Regions from separate parts of the Zea mays genome. Here region 2 is linked to region 1. A link is a contact called in public Hi-C data. All regions are on one chromosome and are shown on one strand. The core of a region is the stretch at or near the end of the contact, and the rest is flanking DNA. Distances in the headings are between cores, read along the strand shown. Region 1 holds the start of LOC103643309 (golgin candidate 4). Region 2 holds the start of LOC103643317 (aminopeptidase M1-B).

Region 1 (6,490 bases), core at 1,224-3,723:
AAGTGGTTGGGATGGTCGTGTCAATTTGCAGCCGATGAATTATGCATTTTCCCTATAGATTCAACCTCTTGTGTAGGGAAATTAGCAACCACATATTATCAAATGCACGCGCTAACCTTTTGTAATCATCTTGCATACCTCATATGATTTATTGCATTTGTTCTCGTTGCTCATCTATGTAAGATCTAAAAGATTGAATTTTGTTTGTTTCACTTACTTTGGGGTAGCTGCAGTAGGTCGGAGCGAAGCAAGATCAGTCACCCGCTGCAAGACGACCATGTGATTCATGTCCACTTTAAAGTTGGCCAGGAATTTCGCCTGTGCTTTCTTGATCAGCTGCTCCTTGTGTTCGTTGAACTCCTGCTGATCTTTAGCTGTCAGAGTCTCCATAGTCGACTCGATGATGTCGTTGGGAGAGATATTGGAGTTATCCTTTGAACTGGCCATTGAGAATCAATCTGATGGATCCTCGCGCATGTCCCAGCGGAGTCGCCAAAAAGTATGTTGACGTCAATGTAGCCGCCAATCGCCGCGAAGTGTGCCGACAGCGGTGCCCTCTGCGGTAGCGCGGACGGTCCGTAGCCTAGGGCCGGACGGTCTGTGACCTACAACAGGAGTTGAGTCTTCTTTGCGCCAAGCCAAACGGTCTGTGTGTGTGCAGAGGCGGCGACATTTGCTAACAACATCTGGATCTGACCCTCTAGGAGGGACCCCGTTAGGGATGAGAGATACTAGGGTTTGTCTTGGGATCGACAGTCCACCCAAGACGTCTCCAGACGACGTAGAGTTGTAGAGAGGTGAAAAAGACTATGTTACTGTCTACTCTTAGGGCAAAAGTAAATGAACAGAAGATATATTGATTTTGGTTTGATTGTTGGTTTTCAATCGGTCGTACATCTTCAAATATATAAGGGGGGTCTGGATCCGTTTCTATGCGTCCTCCAACAACTCCCATGATTTTAGAGAGATAAACTCGCGTGAAGATAAGAATTAATCCGCCTGATCTGATCTAATGGCGGACTGTCCGATTATGCCCCGTGCTACAAATGGTGCCCAACACATTTCTAATATATCTATCCATAGCTTTTTTTGAGATTGAGTTAACTCCTATATTCTTTACCTCTTTTTACGCTTTTGAGAACCCGAGTCATATTTTCTAGACCAATTTGCAGAAGACATGGCTTGAATTCTGAAATATGAAGCACTGCATTATGCACATGTATTACTATGTGTACGTAAGATAACAGGGACAACATTGAAGAATTGAACCAATAAAGAAATGATCAAATCGTACCTGTGTTGTGCAGGGAGCAGGCGTAGTGAGCAGTGTGTTGTGTGCACAATGTACAACCTGCAGGCAAATCACCTCCACTTCTCGTACTACCATATATTTCATGATAACGCTACTATTCTACGAAAAGTAGGAGAGAGATCGACGATGACGACGGCACGATAGGATGGGATGGGTTGACAACTGCGATGGCAGCGGCATAAGTGAAGGGAAGGGAGCGAGGTTGGGGGCGGCGAGATTGCAGGTGTGGGAGAGAGATGAGATGATAGATGATCTAAATAATATTATTTATTGGATTTGAGGAAGTAAGAGAGATGGTTATCTAGTGATTTGAACCATTGTTTTTTATGGAAACTACAATATATTTATCTTTCTGACTAGAGTTTATCATTTTTGAACAATCGACAATTTCAATCCCGTATTTCGACAGTTGGTTTCCGTGTTTGTTTTCGTCGTCAAAAAAATATGAAAACAAAAACAATTTAGTTGTTTTTCGATCGTTTTCAACCGTTTTCATCTCTGCTGTTGCTCGGTGGCTGGCCTGCGTGGCCTCTTTGGGCCAGACAAGTTAATTTCCTTGCTAATATAAACCAGAATAAAATGGGAAAATACCCACTAAAACGGGATACCGGAAATAGGGACGAGAAACAATCTTAATTGTTTTCGCACCCGTTTCCGTTTGTTCTCATCCCGTTTTCGTATCGTTTTCATATTTTCGCGAAAATACGAAAATGATTGGGAAAATATGAGAATACTGTGCGGGATGGGACGAGATTTTTCCTATTCGTTTTCATCCCTAAGGGCTATTAGAATTTGGGCCCCATGTTCTATTGAACCGGTTGCACTTCCATAGGAACGACCCTACTGATTACAGTCCATTTTTGTTGCACATCTGTTTGTTTTAATTCGTTTTCGTGTAACCGTAACCCTTCTGTTTTCGGCTATACTCCTCCCGCTCTCGCTCCCGTTTTCAGTAAAAAATGGTAACCAAAATGTGAGGGGTTTTTTCGACTGTTTTCGTTCGTTTTCATCCCTACTTGGAGCTTGATTAGAAATGATAGAACTAGTTAATTTCTTCGCTTGTCTTTAATTTGTATCGACTTTTACTATTTTTATAATATTTGTAGCTGCACCAATTTAAACAACTATGTTTAATTTGAAGCGAACAATCCAGTGCTTTTTAGGAGAGGATGCAAGAGAAGAAAGTAAGAGCAGTCCATGGCTCCATGCTCGAGATCCGGATCCACCATGGCTCGCGCTACAAAGTCGAGCCGGCGAAAAGACCGGAAAACTTTAAATGAAGAATCAAATCGAAATAAAATAAATGGGAAAAAATGTCTTCGTCCCTAACCCAGCCTAGCGTCGCGTGGCCTCCTTCCGTTACTCTCCTCCCACCACTCTCAGATCTCCCCACCCCTCCCCGTCTCGTGTCGCCACCGCCCCCAAACCCTATCCCCGCCTCGTTGGATCGGGTCAGACCTCGGCTTCACGCCACGAGGAGCAGCGGTGGCGCCCGCTGCGTCGATGCGGAGCTCTATCGCGACCTACCGGGAGAGCCTGTCTCGGCTCGCCGGCGAGGTCGACGACGCCGCTGCCGACGAGGTCCCTGGGCCGCCGCTCGCCCCGGCAGCTAGGGGCGTCGACATATCCGCCACACCACCGTCGTCGGGAAGGCGCCGACGGTACTCCCGCCCTGGCCCCGGCTCCGATGCCACCGAGCCCGACGAGGTAAACCCCCATTCCCCGCCGCAAATTTCTCAGGTGGATTGGTTCAAATAGAGGTTCAGGTGTGCCTGGTAAGTTCTCGGGATCCTTTTGAGAGTGCATCTACCGACGCCTTTTAGATAGTATGGTTTCGATCACTCAACCAGCGCGTGTAGCCAAGTTATTACGGGAAATTCACATTGATGAGCAGGATGTTGATGTTGGAAGAAAAACCAGTATATAGAGTGTTGATATCCGGGTTTAAGGGGGTGCTGATAGCGAGGTGGGTAAGGTATCATTGTAGGTTAATGTAGCCTCTACCTCCGATTAATTGATCCTGTGGTTAACGTGGCTTCGAGTTAGGGTGCATAAGTTCATCTAAGTTGGTAAACTGATGATATATCAGTTTACCGATGCTACTTCAAACAGAAATGTTGCGTATTATATCAAGAGTCTGTTCTAATAGATGGTTAAAAGCAGTGAGAAGTAAACTCTTTCCTGGGATAGCATGCAACCAAAAACGGGGCTGGTTACTTGTGATCTTAGACAACGCATATTGCACAGAAGCTGTACCTGGGGACTGGTGGACTATAAGAAACTTGTTGATTGTCTGTCAATCCGTCAAAATGTTGAACTGTAAAGTGAACTATTATTTGGTATGTTGCATGAGGTTCTACTTGTTCTAAGAACAGATCTTACTGGTTCCATTCCCACATGACAAATTGTGAAAGCAGTGTAATAAGTATGAATTGATGTAATTTCATTTTCCTTTGCAGATTTCTAAACTGAGGGATGACATTCAAAAGCTTCAAGCTTCTGAGGCTGAAATAAAGGCACTATCTTTCAATTATGCTGCAATGTTGAAGGAAAAAGAGGTATGCCTTCTTTAAAGTCCCTGTTTCTCCCTTCTCACTTATCTGCTTGCCAGATCATTTTTACTGGATACCTTGTTTTGAATGCCATAATCAATTTTAGTTAGGTTTTCACATCATAATAAGGTTAGTATGTACAATTTTTATTTCATTAAAACATAGACAATTTTACTGATTTTACGTGGCAGGCTTACAAGTTTGCTTATATTTGGGGTGTATTGTTTTTTTTTTGTAGGAGCAACTGGGAAAACTTCGTGAAGAAAATGGGTCTCTTAAAAGAAGCTTGGAGAGCTGTAAGGCAGTTTCAGCCAATTCTAATGTAATCATGTGTTTTATTCACTTTTATAGTGTTACTGTGTGTCATCTATTATGCAACATGCTACCATGATAAACTATTAACATAAGATCTTACAGGGCACTTTGGAAAGATCACCTAGAGTGCAAAGGAATGCAGTTCAGGAAAATTCATTGAATCTCACCAAGCAGAACGGATATGGTGGTGGTTCTTCTCACAGTACCCAGACAAATGGTCTGCATCCAATGGCAGGTTATCAGAAGGTAGTTATTACTTATAATTAGTTTCATTTATTTGCGTATATTATATGTTACTAGTTTGTATTGTGTTCCACCCTCATCCTACTCAAAAACTGTCGATGTGATTGTTTTGTCCTATGTTTAAGTGTTCAAAAGAACAGCTTTAATATATTTATTTTTTACATGCAAAGAAACCATGTACTTACTACTTAGATAAAATAATTAATACTCTTCATTGAATTTAAATCATTTTACAGGGAAGTATATCGGAGGAAGAGAGATCATCCTTTACTACCAAGCAGGCTAGTCTTGAAAATGAAATCAAACAATTGAAACAGCAGCTCAGCAATAATTCTGAGAAAGAAACTGAAATTAGGAGGAGGCTAGAAGGTATGCTTGATCTAAGTCCAAACTGTTAGATCTTAAACAGTTAGCAGCCTATATTAAAATTCAGTGAGCTTTATTTTTCTAAATTTTCTGTTTCCACATTTTAGATGAAACCAAGCGGAGTGAATTTCTTCAGCAGCAACTAAATGAGCTCAAGATGGACAAAGAGAGGGTAAGTTTTTCTACCTATGTAGGACATTCCTGTGTATCTTGATCCACTGTCATCAACATGTTTAAGGTAATAGATTTGACTCTATGGGTGTGAAAATTATTTCTTATGTACTTCTGCAGATGACAACTAGCATGGAAGAGCTACAAAAGGAACTGAGTGAGAAGAAATCAGAGTTTAGACGTGTTCAGGATGAGCAAAGCAAAAGGGACAAGGAGCACGTCTCGGACGGATCTCTTCAGAGCCTAAGAAATATGTTGATGGCTTTACAGAAGGAGAACTCTAGCCTAAAGGTCTCAATAGATCATGCATATACTGTAATAATAGTGCTAATACAATGATCATATGTAAATGTCGCAACAGATTTTGACAACATAATATTTGCTTCTGCAGATAGAGAAAGTCAAGCTTGATGCAGATCTCAAGAGTATGAAGAGTACCTCACAAAAAACTGTTGACAGTACATTAGATGCTAACAAGATTTCTGACTTGGAAAAGGTACGATCTTGCTCTTTATTCAGAACTTTGATGTTAAATCAATACCTCATTGCATTATATGTTGCTTAATGTGCTGAAATAAGTTTCCACAGCTCTTGCTAGTTTGAGTCATCTGAAAACTGTCAAGATCATAGAGTGTAAATTTCACTATGGATTACTTTTTACCTAAGAGTTATAGGCCAACAAAACAAGGATTTGTAGCATATATTACTTGTGATACTACTTAATGACAAAGTGAATAAAAGTACTGATGTGCTTGTAGTTCTACTGTGAAGGTTAAGAAAGAGATGGACTCTTTGAAAAGAGCATTACAGGATGCTTCTCGTGAGAGAGACAAAGCAGTGCAGGATCTGGCTCGGCTGAAGCAGCATTTGTTAGATAAGGTAACCCATATATTGGTATTTGTCATTTCTTGCATTTTTGTTGTACTAGTGAGACAAGCAAAATATCATGTGGTCTCTTCATTTATACTACCTACATACAAGTTATGTGCAATATCTTTGTGTTTAACATGATAACTTATTTACTGGACAATATGATGTGCAAATTGATTAACAATTCACTTCCATTAGGATCTTGAAGACCAAGAAAAGATGGATGAAGATAGTAAACTCATTGAAGAGTTGCGGGTAGTATGCGAGCAGCAAAGGGCTCATATAATGCAGTTAGAGAGGGCTTTAAAGGTCGAGATGGCAAAGCAGGAGGAGAACAAAAAGGTCATAAGTGAAGAGCACCAGAGGTCAAATGAACAAATAGAAAATTTGAACTACAAGCTTGCAAGCTGTATGAGTGCACTTGAATCAAAAAATGTGGAGCTGCTAAATCTTCAGACTGCCCTTGGACAGTACTATGCTGAGAGTGAAGCCAAGGTGATTGAATTCTTGGGGTGTTATTTATTTGAAGTTTACGAATTCACAAATTGTCAGATTGATTGTGGTCTTCAATTTGTATCTAGGACCGACTTGGAGGTGATTTAGCTGTTGCTAGGGAAGAACTGTCTAAATTGTCAGAGTCATTAAAGGTAAAAACAGAGCA
Region 2 (6,490 bases), core at 2,037-4,536, 350 kb after region 1:
CTTTTTGAGAGATCACCAGCAAAAGGGAGATATCGATGTTTGCCATATTAGCACCGATCAACAGCTAGCCGATATCTTTACCAAGCCTTTAGATGAGAAAATGTTTTGCAAGCTGCTTAGTGAGCTAAATGTCTTAGATTTGCGGAACTAGGATTGATCTAAAGCACATATGTTGTTATGTATTGATTATGTTATTATAAGTTTTATTATGTATTTATGGTGTTCAAGTTGTAAACATCATCCCTGGACCTCACAAGTCCTTGTGCAAATAATGCATCTGTTTAGGGGGAGGATATGTTACAACTTGACCCTTTGAGATTAACATGTTTGCTTAAGTAATTTTGGTGGTCTCAAAGGTGAATGGAATGGGAAATGGTTAACTTGAACAACAGATAAGGCTTCCACTGCAAAACGGTATCTTGTTCAAGTTGCCCTTGGTGTTCATTGCCTTCTTGTTTTTAATTCACATTTTTGTGAGGCAATGAGGTTTAAAGGACACTAGTTTCTCCATTTTGGTGCTTAATGCCAAATGGGGAGAAATTAAGGCCAAATCAACGGGATCAATTACCACTTGTGAATTTCAAAAAAATTTACCACTTGTGAATTTCAAAAGTTATTGTGTTAAGTACTCATGTTTTGATCAAAACCCACTTATTGCAAATCTACTCGCTTGTGGGGGAGAAATTTGATTATGAGAAAAGGGGGAGTTTTTGGCCTTTGATAAAAATGGTCTTAAAGATGTTTTGATTTGCTAAAACAAGATGTTTTTGCCATAAAAATAAGAAAGTGGATTTGTATTGCGAAAATAAACCAAGTGGTGGCAAAATGATCCAAATATGCCAAATGGTGTGATATTTCAATTGGTTTGACTTCAATTTAAACATTTTGGCTTGTAATTGGGTATGTTAGTGCCTTTAAAGTTGCTCTTGATGTGTTGGCATGAATCTCCAAAAAATAAGATATTAAAAGAGAAATGTGCCCTTGGGCCATTTCTAAGTGTTTTAGTGATTAAATGCCCAACACATCACTTTGATTTAGCATGCCTACTATCAATATGAGCACGGGTATAAAGAAAGGCAAATTGAGAAGTATAGGAGCACATTGCAAATCATATTGAAATGGAGAATCAAAGGTATGAATCTAACCCTTAGTCAATTGTTTTAGTTACTAACTATGCTCATTTAAGTGCTAGGAAACTCTCCAAGTCGAGACAAAGTGGAGCAAAGAAGTTTGGCTTGGATTAACCAAACCTGCGCCAGCCTGGGCGCACCGGTCTGTCCGGTGTGCACCGGACAGTATCCGGTGCCTAGGCCATCGGCTGGTGGACAGACCACTCTCAGGGAAATTGCTAGACACACTGGCTATAATTCACTAGACTGTCTAGTGAGCCAGACGACAAACGGCTCTCGCCAGTGCCAACGGTTGGCGCATAATCAACGGTGGACACGTGGTAGCATCAGACTGTCCAGTGCACCATCGAACTATCCGATGTGTCAGGCAGCCGAAGGATGCAATGACTAACTCGACAGTCGACGTGGAGGGGATGGAAAGAAATCAAAAAAATGTTATACGAAGAATGGAGACATCAATAAAAAATCTTGAGATCTTTTTAGTGGATAGTTTATGTGATATTGTTGTGAGCCGTCGCAACGTATAAGCAATCGAATATTTCTATACTATATTAAAGTATTAGTTTCAACGATCATTACACGTCATTTTTTACAAATAACACCTCACATATATTTCAAATTAATCCGCCCATCCCTCCGCGCAACCAACTTCCACGTCCCAAACCATGCCAAACGGTGGCCCGACACGAGCCTGCTAGGCCCGCGGCGCCCGCGGGCTGCAGCTCTGGCCTAGGCACGGCACAGCGGCCTGTTGACTATGTCGGGGGGCTGCAGCTCTAGCCCAGGCACGGCACACCAACCTGTTGACCATGCCGGGTCAGCCCGTTAGTCTGTCAGGCCATTTGGTTAAATCAGCGTAAAATAATGTTAAAAAACAGTGTAGGAGGTGAGGTTTGAAGCCACACCCTGATGGAAGAAGGACGAAAGACACTGAGTGAAGCCATCTAACCAGTAGAATATCATGCTTAAGTGTTTTCAATATTGAATATAAATAGTACATATATATACACGATTTTTTTGTAAAATAAAAAAATAATCGTGTCGGGCCAGACCAGCACTACGGGTCGAGGCTATGACCCAAGCACCGCACGGCGCTCGTGCTGGGCTGGTCTAGACACTATAAATGGTCCGTGCCTGGGGCCGACTCGCCAGACACAACCCATTTAGCCATCTATACATCCGCACGATAATGATGACCCTCGTCTAAGTTGTCGCCACCTTGTTCCACATCCTGTTTTTTCTTTTCTCCCCTCATGCCTCCGCCTCAGCGCCACCCCATTCTCGGCAGAGGACGTGGGAGCGGGCACTTCCTCCCCATATTCGTCCAACAGCAATCCCAACGCCGATCCGCGCAGTGGCTATTGCACGTACACGAGAACGTTTCACATCATGCGCGCACCATCGTTTTTGCCATCGTTGGATGTCCCGTTCGTTTTTTCGGCCTTCGCCCTGTTCTTCCTCCCCAATCTGCTGCCCCCGCCCACAGTCGCAGCCGCGATACGACCGACGCTCGTCGACGCGGGTACGGGGCAAGTCGGTCTTGCTCCTGACCTTTCTCCATGCGTGCCACCGAGGAGGACACGATGTTGCTGCCATGTTTATGTTATCTTGGCGATGAGGAGTTTATGTTTGAGATATTGGACAACCAGGGGCCGTAGTGCAACAACAATCGACATATGCTACAGAGTTGGTGGTGGTGTTGTATCGTCTCGACGGGTCCAGGACTGGAAAGGCACTCACCCTTCTCGGACTGACGCCTAGTGCGGGTGCCTCTCGGTTTGGAGCTGCTCCGGCTGGGCTTCTTTCTCCGCCTGTGTGCTCTCTCTATATGTATCTAGCAGTATACTATCTATGTCGCCTCCAGATGCTCAGGTCTTCGTCGTGTCCTTCTCCAGCAACGAACGGGTACGCCCACCTCTTTCCTTCACTTCTTGCTCTACGAAATCTTGGAAGTGGGGGAGGCGAGAGATGTGGTCCCTAATTTGCTGCCTATGGTACCCGTGCATTCAAAAAAATATTATAAGAGAGTAGAGATAATCAATAATTTTTTTAGATCTTTTTGTTAATAATTTACATAGATATTATTGTGAGTGGTCGACGGACAACCGAACTAGTAAAATATTAAATTTATCTTAACTATCCGATAACTGTTCCCTAACCCAAGAAGAAACAGGCCGACAAAGCGTGTCGAGGAAGCTAACCCAAGCTGTGTCCATTCCGGTAACAAATCGAGTCACAGTTGGTCTGCTCCCTACCGTCGCCGTTTCCGCACTTTCCTCGTCACACAAGTCCACCTCCACCGCCGCACGCCGCCGCTCCTCCGCATCCGCGACCGCGACCTCGAGGTCGCCCTCCCTCCGCGCCAGCTGCAATGGCGGCCTCGCCGGACCAATTCCGGGGGCATGCGCGCCTCCCGCACTTCGCGGCCCCGCTCCGCTACGACCTCCGCCTCCGCCCGGACCTCGCCGCGTGCACCTTCACGGGCGCCGCGGCCATCGCCGTTGTCGTGTCCGCGCCCACCCGCTTCCTCGTCCTCAACGCTGCCGAGCTGGATGTCGATCGCGCCTCCATCCGTTTCCAGGTGTGCATTCGCGGCCCCCATCTTTCGATCGAGGCCCTTCTCATCTTACTGACTATATTTTTTTTGTGTTATTGCAGGATTTGGCGCCGACAGATGTGGCTCAGTTCGATGAGGATGAGATCATGGTCATCAGCTTCGACCGGGAGCTGCCCTTCGGAGAGGGCGTGCTCACCATGGACTTCACCGGCACGCTCAACGATCAGATGAGGGGATTTTACAGGAGGTACGCTTCCTCTTACTGTACTAGTTTGTTGTGCATGCCATACTCCAATTATTCCTAGTTGTTAGGTATGTACTCTAGGCTGTTAGTTTCAGTGGCGACAAATTCGTGTTTGGGACCAACCAATACAGTATTTACAGTTGCCTCACTAGCAGGCCAATTGTGTACACCAGGGACATCTGGATACATTCTTGTTGCCATGCATATTACGTGAAAAGTGTGAGGTAGTTACACAGCGGTGACAGATATCTTAGAATCTGTAGTGTCACAGTCTTGCAAAAGGGCCTCTAGCTGAGTTGGTTAGGTGGTCTGAGTAATACTTCTCATGTCCTAGGTTTAACTCCCAGTGGGAGCGAAAACTGAGGTTAAAAAAATCACTCGCTGGTTCCCTTGTGTAAGGGACTATGGTGAACCGACCTATGGTGGGCGGGCCCTCGTGTAAGGGACTGGTTGTGTGGGTTAGCCTCAAAGCGCGGGTTAAGGCCCAAATCATAGGAGGCAGCATCCCCATGTATGAGGGAGCCATCTTTTATAGTTTTTCTTGGCCGGGCTCCGATTGAGCTCTTCTTAGTGAAATACCATGGAAGCGGTCTTTCCCCGGCCGAGTTGTTTTTTTAGTGTCACAGTCTTGATCTGACATCTGATCATGATTCTACTAACAGCCTGATTGGCTGTCTTTGCTGCACAGCTGCAGCTGCCGGCTGCTACTGCCTGTTATGTGTTTTGTGCACAAATTACCGTAGCTGCTCTGACGGAAGGCTGCAAGCAGCAGTTCTGTCACTGCTGCAACTATCACAGTCACAGCCGATCAGAGCCTAATTCTGTGTCAACTTGAAATTGGTCTTTATTCATTAAAAAAAGTTTTTTTTATTATCCAGAAAACTGTCACCAGGATTTTAGCCAGGATGCTGATCCTGAATTCCTGATAATCATGCCCAATATGTGATCTGTACCATCTGATAGTCACCATACTAATGTACTAGTAATCACACAGAGTGCTCCACTGCTCCAGGACATAATTCTCTGCCTACCTTTCTGGCCAGGGTAGCAGCCTGCACTTGTTGCACCCTGCTCCAGTTCATCTTTCTCTGTTTTCAAGTTCCATGGCATTGGATTCACCGTGTGCTTTGTGCTGGATCCTTAGCCAGCACTGGTCCTTGCTACTCCTATCTGCTGCCATCCTAGCTATCTAAGGTAGTGTTACTGTGTTAGTCGTCTTCTCCTCTTTGCAGTCCACAAGTTCTTCCTCTGCCTCCCTGCCACTGGCTTCGCATCTGTGGAGAATCAAGCTCATGATCCCCTCTTCTTGCGCCTCTTTTCTCACACACTTCCTTTCCATGCTCTACTCCTGCTGGCGGCGGCGGTGGTGATTGAATAAAGGAGCCTATGATGATGGTTAACAGGCAATGTAGACAGTGGATAAAAGGGGTAACATAGGGAAAATTGTTGTGAAGGATATGTACCATGTGTAGGGGTGGTAATGGGCTCTAAATTTTACACTATGAAATTTAAGGATCGAGTTGGATTAGGATAGATCTCTAATTGGATTAGGATAGGTCTCTATTCCTATTCATTTTGAACTAAAAATTATTAAGGGCCCTAATTTATTGTGAAGAAATATTTGGATCGTGATCCATTACCACCCCTAACCATGAGTACCACACCAACCTTCGCAAAGAAGAGCCTGAGTAGAAGAGTCTATGGACTCGGCCACAAACCTATGGACTCGACAATAAGTCCGGAGGGAGCCTAAAGACAGGAGGTTTCTAGAACTTTAGATATGGCTAAGATCTCAACCTAACAAATAAGCTTGTAAACATACAACGGGATTCATGTACAACTTGGTAACCGGCTCTGTTTCATTGTGAACTTTGTAACTGACTCAGTGCCTACCCTATAACCGCTGTCCCTCTTTAGGATATAGAAGGAGGTGCAAGGGGACCCCTGATCATTTGAAGATACAACAACAGAACCACCACACGCAGGTTGTAGAGTATTATCTCACATTAAAGCCAGAACCTGTATAAATCCTGTGTCTCTGTGCTGTAACTTTCAACTCTCGGTCTCGTGACATACCTCATATATTCACTATCGAACAATTTTCGATTATGATTGCATAATTCGTATATTCACTATCAAACAGTTTTCGACAATTATTGTGTAATTCTTGGCTTCACTTGTAGACTAGGCACTCTAATCAATTCCCAAGGTAGTTCATCATCTGATCATCAGGCATCTCTTTAGAAGAAGCTCCGATCAAACCATCTGGACAAATACGCTTGTTTGAATTCATATTAATTGATTCCCTTCTAACTAGATAATCTGTAAACCTGGAAATAGACAACTGACTAGTACTCTATAACCTTACCTAATACTAACCAACTAGATATCTCACATAAACTAACTTATCTTTTTCCATAACATGGCGTAGTCAGGTATTCTGTTATTGGTGACATATTTATTGTCAAAGTTAACTAGCACAAGCAGGAATGCAGGATGCAGTAAATCTGTGCATAATAACCATGCCATTATGACTAATGTGCTTGGAGAGAGACCATA

What was found. Hi-C and Micro-C count contacts between places; a contact is called where the count stands out from the background.
Region 2: a contact with region 1 is called in a Hi-C map of leaf, with 4 times the contacts expected there. The contact joins the promoter of LOC103643317 here to the promoter of LOC103643309 in region 1. A contact is called at or near these places in 3 of 25 Hi-C or Micro-C datasets (bundle sheath, endosperm and leaf).

What each region holds. Positions count from the first base shown.
Region 1 is chr1:221,565,943-221,572,432 of Zm-B73-REFERENCE-NAM-5.0, forward strand. It overlaps LOC103643309 (golgin candidate 4), which reads left to right and starts at 2,474. Exons shown (of 15, transcript XM_008666462.3): 1 at 2,474-3,019; 2 at 3,772-3,870; 3 at 4,103-4,186; 4 at 4,282-4,425; 5 at 4,659-4,791; 6 at 4,896-4,960; 7 at 5,080-5,250; 8 at 5,351-5,455; 9 at 5,731-5,838; 10 at 6,028-6,324; 11 at 6,411-6,476. The coding sequence starts at 2,816.
Region 2 is chr1:221,915,097-221,921,586 of Zm-B73-REFERENCE-NAM-5.0, forward strand. It overlaps LOC103643317 (aminopeptidase M1-B), which reads left to right and starts at 3,287. Exons shown (of 19, transcript XM_020546704.2): 1 at 3,287-3,711; 2 at 3,789-3,934. The coding sequence starts at 3,502.